4 separate regions of the Mus musculus genome follow, and all the other regions are linked to region 2. Evidence: chromatin contacts called from public HiChIP or PLAC-seq and Micro-C data. All regions are on one chromosome and are shown on one strand. Each heading gives the region's core, a stretch centred on a gene start, on an enhancer-like site or on the middle of the called end of the contact. The rest is flanking DNA. Distances are from core to core; before and after follow the strand shown.

Evidence for each region. A called contact is a pair of places that touch in the nucleus more often than the background predicts. HiChIP or PLAC-seq counts read pairs in DNA pulled down with a chosen protein or histone mark.
Region 1: an H3K4me3 HiChIP or PLAC-seq map of bone marrow-derived macrophages shows a contact between it and region 2, with 3 times the contacts expected there. The contact joins the promoter of Platr9 here to the promoter of Mob3b in region 2. A contact is called at or near these places in 4 of 39 promoter capture datasets (the 3T3-L1 cell line, liver, pre-B cells and 1 more), 1 of 484 Hi-C or Micro-C datasets (embryonic stem cells), 5 of 115 datasets of contacts at active chromatin or transcription factors (bone marrow-derived macrophages, embryonic stem cells and stem cell-derived neural progenitor cells) and 2 of 9 other capture datasets (adipose tissue and liver).
Region 3: a contact with region 2 is called in an H3K27ac HiChIP or PLAC-seq map of hepatocytes, with 4 times the contacts expected there. The contact joins the enhancer-like site here to the promoter of Mob3b in region 2. A contact is called at or near these places in 8 of 39 promoter capture datasets (the C10 cell line, cranial neural crest, hippocampal neurons and 4 more), 2 of 15 datasets of contacts at CTCF or cohesin (the NIH/3T3 cell line and embryonic stem cells), 17 of 484 Hi-C or Micro-C datasets (CD4 T cells, CD8 T cells, the HL-1 cell line and 10 more), 42 of 115 datasets of contacts at active chromatin or transcription factors (the 230-238 cell line, CD8 T cells, DN3 thymocytes and 29 more) and 4 of 9 other capture datasets (adipose tissue, embryonic stem cells, liver and 1 more).
Region 4: a contact with region 2 is called in a Micro-C map of brown adipocytes, with 4 times the contacts expected there. The contact joins the enhancer-like site here to the promoter of Mob3b in region 2. A contact is called at or near these places in 3 of 39 promoter capture datasets (embryonic stem cells and liver), 4 of 484 Hi-C or Micro-C datasets (brown adipocytes, embryonic stem cells and liver) and 2 of 115 datasets of contacts at active chromatin or transcription factors (embryonic stem cells and microglia).

What each region holds. Positions count from the first base shown.
Region 1 is chr4:34,910,161-34,913,247 of GRCm38.p6, forward strand. Platr9 (pluripotency associated transcript 9) reads right to left here and starts at 1,321. Exons shown (of 3, transcript NR_040652.1): 1 at 1,291-1,321; 2 at 691-790; 3 at 1-448.
Region 2 is chr4:35,155,798-35,159,214 of GRCm38.p6, forward strand. Mob3b (MOB kinase activator 3B) reads right to left here and starts at 1,687. Exons shown (of 4, transcript NM_178061.5): 1 at 1,455-1,687.
Region 3 is chr4:35,004,936-35,008,092 of GRCm38.p6, forward strand. All of the region lies in intron 2 of Mob3b (MOB kinase activator 3B), which reads right to left. Among named protein-coding and RNA genes, the nearest start is that of Gm33620, 15 kb to the left of the region's middle. Within about 2 kb of position 1,321, at least 71 of the 459 cell types and tissues checked have an H3K27ac peak or open chromatin away from gene starts, as enhancers often do. A contact at or near this core is called in the SCID.adh cell line, Sertoli cells, Th17 cells and 8 more, where this site is marked.
Region 4 is chr4:35,303,753-35,307,155 of GRCm38.p6, forward strand. No RefSeq gene overlaps it. Among named protein-coding and RNA genes, the nearest start is that of Gm33672, 24 kb to the right of the region's middle. Within about 2 kb of position 1,674, at least 9 of the 459 cell types and tissues checked have an H3K27ac peak or open chromatin away from gene starts, as enhancers often do. A contact at or near this core is called in brown adipocytes, where this site is marked.

The DNA.
Region 1 (3,087 bases), core at 71-2,570, 250 kb before region 2:
TCTGGGACTTAGGGTAGCTGACTTCAGACGCACCAGAAGAGGACGTCTGATCTCATGACAGGTGGTTATGAGCCACCATGTGGTTTCTGGGATTTGAACTCAGGACCTTTGGAAGAGCAGTCAGTGCCTTAACCACTGAGCCATTCATTTCTCCAGCCCCAGATCATCCTATGTTTAGGGGGAATTGAAAGGATGCTCAGGTTGTAATGGGGCATCATCCCCATGATCATCCTGATCGGCCAAGTTGACGCTGTGACCATTAGGAGGAAACATCGTACGTAGCCAGACTGGTCTCCACTGCTAGGTACAGTGGTAGATGACACTAACAGACTTTGCTCCGGATCAATTCACACACAAAGTTTTGTGGAAAGCTTTTGGGGCCCCTTGGCAGGAATCTGACATCGGGCCAGGACGAGGAAGTAAGCTCAGGCAGGAATCTGATTTTAGGCTAGAACAGGGAAGAAAGTTCAGGGAGGAATCTTACTTTAGGCTAGTACAAAGAAGTAGGCTTTAGGCATGAATATGACTTTGGGCTAAGACAGTGAAGTAGGCTAAGATAACTTGGCCACCCTGAAGAGAAACTGTCCTTAGAAACAGTGACCTTGGGAGTGATCACAGGACCTTGTTTATTGCCTTGCTTGTTCCTTGGCTATTTCATTAATTAAGAAAATGCTCTATATATAGGCTTACCTACAGCCAAGTTTTATGGAGGTATTTTTCTTAATTGGGGTTCCTCCCTCTCAGATGACTCTAGCCTGGGTCAAGTTGACATAAGAATCAGACAGCACACCTGACAACACCAAACACAACTCCAATTTAACTTCAAGCAATCCCCTGCCTCAATTCTACCCCAATATCAAGCACGACTATAACCCTAACCCCAGTGCTATCCACAATCCCTACCCCAACCCCGAGTTTAATACCAACCCCAATCTCACATCCAAGCCAACACAATCCCAACTCTAACACCATCTCCGACTCTACTCTAACCCCAACTCCAACAGCACATCCCTAAACCCCATCCCACCCCTGGCCATCTCCACACCCAAGCACAATTCTAAACATAACCTCAAGCCCATCCCAAGACTTGCCCCCACCCTATGCCCAACCCAGTCTCCAATACCAACTTCAAACCTAACCCAAATGCCTACCCATACCCTAACCGTAACACCAACCTCAAACCCACCCACCCCTACACTTAACACAACCACAACCCAGGCACCAAAGCCAACTCTATCCCCAAACCCAATTAGCTACAATCGTAACCCCAGCCTCAGCCCGGAATCCAACCTTAACTTTGTATGTGGAATTACAGCCAGCTAAACTTCACCAAAGATCCACTTTCCCTTTTATCTGCCCAATCTACAGCTCTCCTTTATTTTACAAATTAAGGTGGGAAGCAGGTTTACAGGAAATCACCTGAGTGCTGACTCATTCCTTGTTCACAACCACGCACTGGAGAATGGAATTAACATCAAATATAATCAGCCCCAGGGCTATTCACAACAAAGTGCCACTTAAGCAGTGAATTTATGAGAGAGGACAGACTAGCAGAGATCAGTGACAGACAACTCTGTCTGTTCCTCTCCTGCTGACAACTGCCAGCTCAAGCCCCCTAAGGAGGACATTTTCCTTGCCCAGTTCCACAGCTGGTGATGTTTAGTGAACTCCAGAAGTAAAAGCAGGAGCTGTTAGCCTCCACCTGTCACTAGCTCCAGAAGCCTGGGCAGGTGACTTCTACAGCTTTCTTCTTTCCGTTGCAGTATATGTGAAGAGCTGCAGATGTTTGGTAGTTCTTTAAAAAAAAAAAAAGTTACAGGCTATATGGATAATATTACAATGAAAATTATACTTTGGTTAAGAAATTTCAGGCAAATTCACCTACATTTATCACAGGTTCTCCTGCTGCCTGTCTCTTTGTTTTTGGTTTGGTTTGGTTTCTTTCTCACATACAACACACAGTTTTCTGTTCAGTCGGGTTTTCCTGGGGACCTATGTCACGCCACATTCTCATCCACACAGAAAGAGTAACAAATGAAACAGGACGTTCGGGTAGAATTAGAAGCTGGCTGGTCTTTGGTGTGTTTTGCTTATTAGGGCTCTACTTTTGCATCTTAAAGATTTCAAGATCTACCACAAAATTCAGCATATGATAGAGAAGAATTCCAGTCATTCCCTGCCTTTGCACATGCTCAGTCCCACCCCGCACTCCCAGGGCTGTGCACAACCCCTGCCAGGGTCTCTCATTGATTACAATGACTGAGAATGACACAGCAGAGAAAAGACCACATTTTGGACAAATGGTGCCAGGAAAACTGGAGTCCCAAGTATAGAAAAATGAAATTGGACATGCTTCTATCACCTGACACAAAAGTAACTCTAGATGGATCAAAGACCTAAATGTGAAACCCGAGACACTGAAAGTGTTAGAAAATACAGGCAGAACCCTACAGAGTGTAGGTCTGTGAATAGACTTTCTGAAGAGGACTCCATTTGCCCAGGGATCCAGGGCAACGACTGACAGATGAAACTCATAACACTTCTGCAAAGCCAAAGAGATAAATATTTTATTCCCCACCCCCAAAAGCAATCTACAGATTCAATGCAATTACCATCAAAACTACAACACCATTCTTCACAGATGTGGAGTGGAAAATGCTCAACTTCATACAGAAAAGCAATAAACTCAGAATAGATAAAACAACCCTGAGCAAAAAAAGAACTGTTGGATGTTCCACCATTACCAATTTCAAGTTGTACTAGTTAGCTATAGTAATGAAAACCACATGGTATTGGCATAAAAACAGACATGTTGATCAATGGAATCAAATTGAAGACCCAGACCTGAATCTATACACCTATAGACACTTGATTTTTGATAAAGGAGTCAGAAATGCACACTGGAAAAAAGACAGCATCATCAACAAATGATGCTCGTCAAACTAGATGTCTGCATGTAGAAGAATGCAAATAGATCCATACTTATCACCCTGCACAAAACTCAAGTTCAAGTTGATTAATAATCTCAACATAAATCCAGATACACAAAACCTGATAGAAGACAGAGCGGGAGCTAACCTCGAACAC
Region 2 (3,417 bases), core at 437-2,936:
CATTTGGACTGCGTAGTCATGGCTTGCTTTTTCTGCATCGCGGCGAAAAATTTGGGTCTTAAACTTGGAGCCTTAGGTGAAGTCAGAAGCCCACGAACATTTCACAGCGAATCACGACACCACCATTTCCAGGCAAAGTCTTTAGCCTTCCCAGGTTAGCTTTAGTCTCCACTCTTTTGTGGTCAATGGCCTGCCTGCCCTTAAAATTTTGCCACCCCTGAACTTTCCGTAGAGATGAGGTGCCCTGTCTCCGGCCATCGCCCGGGTTGTGGGCCCTCCATATGCGTTTAGCTCGCCTCTGAAAGTCCTTTGGACCCTCTCGCAGATCTCCTAGCTTTCGAGAACTTTGCCTCCAATCTCTCGTTTCAGATTCGCTGGGGATAAGATCTGAGAAATGCGCCCTGGGCCACAAGCAGCCTAGGAGGCGGGCTCAGGAACAACTTTCCCTCCGCCCTCTAACCACAAGCCCCGGGTGGGGCGGCCTAGCCAGGTCCCGAACTCTGTCCTTCCCCAGCGGGGATCCCGGACTCGAGCCTGCGCAAAGGCCAGCGTGAAAGGCCCCGCGAGCGGCGAAAGGGACTTCCTTCCCCGCTGGAGCCCCACCAGATGTTAAGAGGCGCAACAATAGTGGAACCGCAGAGAAACAAAAGGCCATTCACTGGGTTACAGGAGAATGGCTCTGTCGCCCCGTCTCTGCGGGGAAGACTTGCAGAGGGTCTGAAAGGGGGCTGGAAGAAATCTGAGTGGTCTAGAGCCTCTGCCACGCTCCAGGAGGCGGGAACCGCTCTTTACCATTAACAACCCCATCCTGGGGGTCCAGTGGTGGGGAGGAGAAATGAAGGGAAAGTTTAGTTTTCACCTTCTCCGGTGCAGAAAAGGGAGGAGCAACGATCCCAGATGTTTGACAGTTGTTGGTCCAAAAGTTGAGCAAAATTTACTTATTCTTAATACCTCCCTTGATGAGGCATAGGTAGCCAGGGAGGACAAATCGAGACTGCGCTGTAGCCCTCCCTACACAGCCCCACGCCGAGCCTGCTCTGGGATCCAGGAGCGTTGCCCTGTTTAGATGCACTTTGTAAAAGTTTCTCTTCCCGCCGCTTCAGGCCGACGCGCACCCCACCCGCATCTGAGATTCAGAATGGGTCCCGGGTGAGATCTGCACCCTTTAGGGGGAGGGAGGGGGTGTATTTCAGATCAAAGCCACAGACCCCCTGGGTGGGAACTGGACTCACATTCCAGCCCGGGAAGTGCGTACCCGGAGGCAGAGGAAAGCCAAGAAGCCCGTACTGCCTAAACCAGACTCCAACCCCGGAAGCTCGCGGAGGAGGGGTGAGGACTGGGGTCCGCACGACTGATCCTCCCTAGGTGTGCCCCGCACCTCGGCCCTCCAGGACACAATCCGAAGCGGGAAGCTGCGACTGCGCCTCCACACCACTCTTGGAAGGATCTCTTACCGTGGGGTTTTAACCTTCTGCCTAGGGCCCTGCTGGTTTCCTTCACGCCGGCAGCAGTTTCTGGAGCCGGAGAAAAAGAGTGAGCTCCTCCAGCCAGAGCAGCGATGCTTGCAGATTCACGCGAGGGGTTTCTGACCAGCACGCGTGACTCCAGATGCAGCGACCACGGCTCTGGTGCGGCCCCCACATGCACCCAGCGCGCCGCGCAGCTCGCCCGGGCGCCACTGCAACTCACCGGCTCAGAGCGGAGTCCCCTGGTGGCCTTCTCTGGAAAGGCAGCTACGCGGGGGCAAGAGGAGTCCTGTTGCCCTTAGGATCCTCTAATCTCCACAAGAGCCTGAGACAATGAGCAGTCTAAGTCTCTCAACTTTGGTCCGCTGCCCAATGTAGGTAGAAAGATGTCAGAGTAGAAAAGATGCTGCTGTCCTGGTTGGTCTTTGTCAACTTGACACAACCTTGATATATTTAGGAGGGAATTTTGACTTAAAAAAAAAACCCCTCATAAAATACCCTATTAATAAGTCTGTCCAGCATTTTCTTGATTAATGACTGTGGGTTGTGCCAGCGTTGGGCAGGTAGTGCTGGTGGGTATAAGAAAGCGCCTCGCGTGGATCTACAAGCATCGCTGCTCCGGCTGGAGGAGCTTACTCTTTATCTCCTGTCCCAGAAGCTGTTGCCTGTGAGAAGGAAGCCAGCAGGGCCCTAGGTGGAAGGTTAAAATCCCATGAGAAGCAAGCCAGCGAGCAGCATTCCTCCATGGCGTCTGCTTCAGTTCCTGATTCCAGGTAACTGCCTTGAGTTCCTGTTCTTACTTCCCTTTGCGGCGGACTGTGCATAAACCACATAAGCCCTTGCCTCCTCCAGTTGCTTCTGGTCATGCTGTTTTATCACAGCCATAGACACCCCAACTGAAGTCCACAAGAGCTTTTTCCAAGGCATCCAGAAAGGGCCAAATGACTTACGCTTCTCCAAAATGTTCTGCCAGCTGTAAAATGCCGTGGACTGCCTGAAACACCTTGGAAAGCAGCATTAAACCATGACAAAAATGCGTGGAAGTCGTAACTACCTCGCCGGGTGATTATGAGTAAACCAATTATGAGACGTACTCTTAGTTCTTGGGAGGAGTCTTCAAACATGAACTGAAAGAAAAAAAAATGAGGTGGATGTGTCAACCTGCTTTTATTCTCCTATAAACATCTTGATGTGTGCCGGCTGGGTAGTATCAAATGACTTGATTAGCGATCACATTCCGTAACTTCTGCTACACGTTTGAAAGAATGAAAGTAAATTAGGTGAAATTTAGGAGATATATTTCCATACTCGACTCCTGTTAGCCTTTCCATCACAAAAGTCTCTCTATATGTGGTGCCTTACTTGGCTCACACAAATGCTTGGAAAACTCCTGCTACGGGGCCTTAGCACTTGCTATGCTCCCTGCCTGGGACAGTCTTCTTAACTGTTCAGTCACATCATGGCTCAGAGACTACCCTTTTCCCTCCATTTCTTTCCTCAGAGGCCTCCCTTTCAACCCCATTCATCCCCCCCAAGACATCCCTTCTCAGATACCCCACTCCAGTTTTCTCTATGAAATGTATCACCATAAGACACACACACACACACACACACACAAATACTGCTTTTTGCTCACTCCCTATATTAGTGTTCTATGGGGGAAATAGCCAAACTTAAAGTTAAAACAGCTGAAGACAAAATGAGCAGAGCTGGAGAGGTGGTATAATAGTTAAGAGCACTTGCTGCTTTTCCAGAGGATCCTAAGTTGGTTCCATTATCCGCTGCCAGCAGCTCGCAGTCACCCATAACTCTAGTTTCAGCAGATCAAACATCCCTCGTCTCCTCCACAGGCACCTGAATGCACACGGTGCACATAAACGCATGTGGGCACATGAACACTCATAATAAATTAAACACAATAAAACAAAAAAACCCCAGTATAATCTTATGT
Region 3 (3,157 bases), core at 71-2,570, 150 kb before region 2:
TGGCCATTCAGTATTGCCACACATCCCATGCCCACCCAAGGACTGCTAAACATCTTCCCTGGGCTAGAGTCCTCTCTGAGGTTAGAGTCCTCAGGCTTAACCTCTCTGCATGCATATCATTCTACCCTGCACACATACATGCACACACACACACATGCATGCACACACATACACGCCTTGTGCTTATAATTCCGTCACTCTCATTTCAGCTTTGGAGCCTTGAGCACAGTTATGTTAGCTTTCTGCATCTCTTCAGCTCTGTACATGTTATCCGTTGCTATTGTGCTGCTGCCAAGGTCAATGTCTGGGAGGTTCCTGGGTTGCATTACAGTGTGATTATGAGTCAGAAAAGAAACAACGACAAAAATAAAATCAGGAAAGAAAAAAGAAAAATGTCTAGGCAGCCAGCCCCTCACACAGCTGTGCGGGATCCTCACTTGCTTCAGATTCCAGGCCAATCCTCTTTCTACACTTCTGTGACTAAAGCCCCAGGAGCAACATAATATCAAGTGTGCCCAAGTCAGTTATTCCCAGTGCCCTGATTCACTGTTGCTCCCAGAAGCTAAGAAGGATATATGGTGTTCAGGAGAGCTGTGCCAAGCCCTCCCTCAGCTCCCCTCCACTCCCATAGCTTAAGGCAGACCAAAAAACACCTAATAAATCAATGCATGTTATGAGCACCTTTATGCTGACTCAGACTGACAACTCCTTGGCTCCTCCTACCTGAGCTAAGGAAAGTCAAGACTGAGAAAAGTCCCTGGACCTTGCTTCCCCAAGTCATGATTAAACCTAAAAAAAAAAAAAATAAAATAAATGTGAATATGTAGTGAGAGATGGCCCTCTGGCATGCCAGCCCATGCTAGGTCAGGTCCAGGTCCAGGAATATACACTATGAGCTACAGTGCCAATCAAACAAAGAAGGTCAGCAAGGAAGGATCAGTGGTTTTAAAACTGTATGCTTCAGGTTTTACAATAGTCCTATAAGAGGTCTCCTAAGGTGTGGGGGTGGTGACATGTTGAAAGTGTGGAGTCCTTTATCTGCCCAACTACCCTCTCAAGCTAACTCTCTCCTTGACTTAAGAATTACCCTCTGTTACCTTGTGCGGGGGTGCTGTGTGGATGCTTAATTTATTGATGTCTGTAAAACCTTTGGGAATTTCTGAAGGTATTTTCTGCAGGTCAGGTCCAGGAGCAGGGCTCTTATTAAGCATGCAAAGACAGAAGCCAATATTGATTGTCCTAATGGGTTCTGGCACAGGAGACACACTTTGAGTTAATTGCTGCCTGAACCCTTTTGAGCGAGCACAAGAGCTGGCCAGGCCTGGCACGCCCTCAAGCACCTACTTGCAGCTGCCGGGATGAAAGCCTCGCACTCAAAGGGGTGGATGCTACCCATCAAACATCTCAGAGAAGTGTGCCTTGTGCCTATGCACGGCAGATGAAGACGGTTCTCAGACATGTCTGGGGAGGTTTGAACCCCATGAGCTGTGTGGATACCTGGGTGTCTTCACAAACATGTGCAAGGAAGTCTCATCCAACCCGTGGCCTTTCCTCAAGTGTGCAAATGCTCACAGTGTGGTGACACCCAAGAATGAGTCCAAGGTTGGAGTGCTTGCCCATTCCCACCTCATTTGTTACACTGGGTGGGGGCCATTTTAATTTATATATCTTCACCTGCAAAGCAGCAACATCCACTGTACTTACAACGGAAGGGAAAGTACTCAGATAAAAGGAGAGGTACACACACGTCCAGCCACTTGTTAAGTCACTTTGTTGTGGTAACTGCTGATCCAATAAGCCGTTTTCAGTACTGTTGTTGTGCTAAGCACCTGATTCATTTAGCTACTGTTTAGTAATCTCACCATTCTTACAGACACATCAGTGAAGAATAATTCATCAAGGGCAGAGGAAATGTCTGATAGCAGCAGTTAGTCATGTGGGCGCCAGGTCTGGAAGGAACGCTTGTCAAACTGGGAGCTAAAACAGAGTGAAGGAATTGCTTCACTGACGGCACCTCCGTCCTTCTCGAAAGCAGCATGAAGAATTTATTTCTTTTCAGTTCCCAGACTGTGTAAATACCAGAAATTTTCTATCCTTTGAAAGACTCGCCACATGGAAGCTCTTTTGAAAGGAATTTCAAAATCTATGCACGTAGCACACAAGGGTCACAGGCAGCCCTGAGCTGGTTGTCATCACATTCTTGATAGCCCTGAAGGCTCAGTCAGCCTGAGTTCCACGGATATTTTATTAGCTACAGGAATTACATTGTGAAGGAAGACAGCAGCTTATCTTTTCCAGAAGCAGAGGTAGCTGACAAAGTATCAGCTCACAACTCTTGTTACATCCCCCATCTCAGCGCTCTCCTCTGTAATCTCACTCCTGTTGGATGGTCACGGGGGAAAGCAGGAGCTCTGGTCTCTACCCAGGCTTGTAAATTCAACACACCTGTAATTTCACAGCTGCCTAAGGCTGCCACAACAAGACAGATGCTTGTGCTGGCCTCTCCATAATCTGGAAGTAGCAGCAAAATATAACAGAGTTGCTTTGGGGTACCTAAAACACAATTCCGAGCCCGGGAAAATGAATCACTGTCATTTGATGGGGATCTCTAGACTAAACATGCTTGCTAAAAAAAAAAAAAAAATCTGAAATTAGATGGCACCATTAAACACAGTGTAAGAACAGTGATGAATAAGAAAATGAATAACCCTTCATTTAAAGCCTTTATTATCATCAATGGTACCATGATTTGTAAAACTCTATGAATGTCCTTCCTTCCTTCCTTTCTTCCTTCCTTCCTTCCTTCCTTCCTCCCTTCCTTCCTTCCTCCTCTTCTTTTTCTTCTTTCCCTCCCTCCTCCTCTTCTTCCTCTTCTTCTTCTTTTTCTTCCATTTCCCTTTTCCCTCCCGACTTCCATCTCTGGATCTTATGTAGCCGGGGTGGTTTCAAACTCACTCTGCAGCTGAGGCTGTAATTCATGTTCCTCCTATGTCCATCTCCCAAGTGCTAGTAAGGGTTTGTGCCACTATGCCCAGATTTCTATGGGAAATTTCCACTGAAAGTTTTTTTTTAATTGAAAAGATATTATACATTCTTAAGTCTGTTTAAGGATGCAAGACAATGCATCTTAGCAGGGTACCATGGCCCCCACACTATA
Region 4 (3,403 bases), core at 424-2,923, 150 kb after region 2:
TCCCTATTATTTGGTAGATGGACAGACAGGCAGACAGACAGACAGAACAGATCTAGGAAAGTAAGTAGTTGAACTTCAAATTTTTAGTCAGTTTGAAAGGATACTCTTTTCTCAATTCTAATTAAAATTGTCTAGGCCGCCAATGGCTTGCTAGCTTATTTGATTTAAAGCAAATACGTTTAATAATTTGGGGATTAGATATAAAGAATCAACAGAGATAAGTCATTTTAAAGGATAGCGAGTCAAGAGCTATCGCAACATTTAGAAATGTATCTGTATTTGGCTCTCCGAAGAGCTGCAGAGTTTTAAAACTCAACTTAAGCTGTGGATTTGAAGCCTGTATTTTGACTGGCTTAATATGTCATAATATTCAGATGTAATGAAAATCAGCCAACAACTTTGACTTGCTTTGTCTTTAACTCATCAGTGTGTGAATGGGCTTCTAGGTAATTTTTAATCTATATGTAAATTAGCTGTGTCTATAACGGCTGTAGTATGAATTTGAGGATGTGCAGGAACGAAAGACTGGATGCAAGCAATATTTGAAAATCATGTCAAGAAGAAAGAGGCTGTACAAGTGATACATGACTCTCAATGAATTTGAATATAGTTTATATTAAGATACCTTTGATGAAATTATTGTCATTGAAAAAGTGTCTGGGGCTGATAATTCATGAAGCAAAATGTAGAACAGAGGATGAAAAATAAAATAAGAGTTCATTGCAGATTGTTAAACTCTGTTAAAGGTTACAGTTTCCTACCACAGAGCCTCCATTTGGCAGGTTTTATGTAAAAGCTGATCATATCTTTACTGAATTCATTTTCTACCCAGGTGGTAAAGTGACTTAAAGTGATTAAAGTTCTTGTTTGCTATACAAAGAGCTGTGTTTTATGTACTAAATCCAGCTTTATAAGTAAATACTCTGTGTTGTACTTTATTTATGGCTGTAGTTTGTGGCGATAAAGTGTGAGGAAAATTTTTCTTTAACAATTTTAATTCGAAAGACAGTCATGTGGGGTGTACATGCCTGTATGAGCTTTTGAGTCTTCCGTTCGATTACAGCAAGAGGAAAAGCTCTGGAGGACAGAACAGAAACCACGGGCTTCGGATGCCATCCTAAAGCCCTGTGTTAGTCTTCCATGGTAATTCCCTGTCACTGGAGACAGGGGGGAAAGCATGGAAAGCTGGAGCCTGAGCTAAAATTGTGTTTTCCCAAAGGATATATATAAAGAAAAGAGGAAACCTTGCAGGGAGCGGCTGCTCAAAACTGAAGTAGATTCTAAATGGAGCCTAGGACACACCGCCTGAGCCCTTGTAATTACAAGCGAATTTGTCACTCAGTATGGCGAGAATTCATTTCCAGAGGAAAACACAGTCCATTTGTTAATGATTTGGATTGTTGTCATTAGCACAGTTCTAAAATACAAGTCACCATTCATAAGATCAATTTTAGGTATCTGTAGGAATAAAAACGTTCTATACCTGTCAAGTTACTTTGACAGTCAGGAGATATGAAGAAGTCTGGTCCTTTAAATATCAACTAAAAAGATTACAACATTCTGACTTTATTTCTACTTGGATGAATCCCATGAAGCTGGATGGTTCTCACTATGAAGCAACTCTCATGCAATTGCATTCATGCTGGGAAATGATTTTATTGCATAAGAAAATGAATGAGCCAGAACCAGTGAGCTGTGTCTGTGCATAGGTTATAATTTGCAGACTGTGATGTCAAAGTAGGGTTGAGAGCTGTGACAACAGTTGGCAATTGCTCTGTTGGAAAAGTCTGTGGCAGTGGGACATCATGTCACACACATTCTTCTTCTACCACATTATGCATGTGTAAGTACACTCTTTGCGCGCACACACACACAGATACACACACACACAGACACACACACGCATACACAAAGTCATGTTTAAGATTATGGAGTACCTGTCACCACAAAATAAGAAATTAGTTATTTTTAGCAGTGAATCTACCCCCACTGTTTTCTTATATTTTTTTAACTTTAAGATACATATTCTTCCTGTTAACTTGTGCATTACTTTAAAGGACCCAGTCTTTCAGAGACAAGTCAAGCTGATTCTATTAACTTCTGAACAGACAGTCTCTTTTGCATGCTATTTTTTCTCTCACTAATAACTCTTTGGATATTTTGGCAGCCATATTCTTTTACAGATTATCTGTGCACCAGGTCTCTAGAAACCACCGTGCTGGTGCTGTGAAGGATTTTGGCCCCTATGAACTACGTATACGATAGTGTGTTGCTGTAATATTTGATTTGGCCAAAGAGGCTTTGCAGATGTAGTCAAAGATAAAGCCTTACTATAGGAGAGTGACTGAATCATCTGCATGAGTAGAGTCCAAATGCAAGAGCACTGAGAAACAGACATTTCTGAAGGACTCGGAAGTGGCAGAGATGAAGAATTCAGATGAACATCTATCACGAAAGAAGCTCTATGTTGGTTGCTAGAAAGGAAAGAGAAAAAGAAGCAAAAACTCAGGAGAAAGAGTGTTTGCAACAGGACCACCTTTTCCAAGTATACAGTGGCCAAGGCTCAGGGGCTTCAGCTCCATAATTCCACAAAAATGAACTTGCCCAACGAGTCAGATGAACTTTCTAGTTAGCCCTTCTGTATGATCTATAGTAGGCAGTGCACTTGTCCAGAACTTGGTCTGACAGGGGATACCCTAGGAGGTGTCTTTATCAGCATACCTGGTGACATTAGGAACTATGAGGTGATACATTTGAGTGGTTTTAAGGCACTAAATTTGTTAAAGCATGATAGGAAACTAATACAGTGTCCACATTTGAGAGTCCCTATGTGTAGGCCTGGCATTTCCACTGATCAGATTCTGTGTACCTCTCTGGTCTTATGGCTCCCTTTAAAATCCTCTTAACTTTAGCCCATCCTCTGGCATCCTATCCCACCATGTAGCTCATAATTGTTCCCGTTACTACTCTATAACCTCTAAGATACTTATACAATTTCAATTGCACCTTATAGTGCTCTTTTATTTCTATGGGATGCCCACCAGAAGTCCAGCATGACTGGAAGGATGGTTGGGGAAATCACTTCTCTGACCCAAATACCGTGTCTTTGGAGGATGATTGGAAAATATAAAAATCTATTTTTAAAGTATGCTAACTATCTCCTTTCCACTCTTATACTTTCTACTGACAGCTTCTTTCCCCCAAGCAATTGATTTTTTTTAGGAGTCTGAAATTTAGATTTGGAAAGCTTGAATTTGTCCTAGAAAATCATAGAGTTGAGCTACTTCAAGGCTATCATTAGCAAACTCTAGCACTATTGACTCATTAACAGAGACTCGCCTCTCCTTGGTCCACTTTAGCGCAGGGAGCAAATTGACCTATTTGTTTACTCAGAAATTTGCTC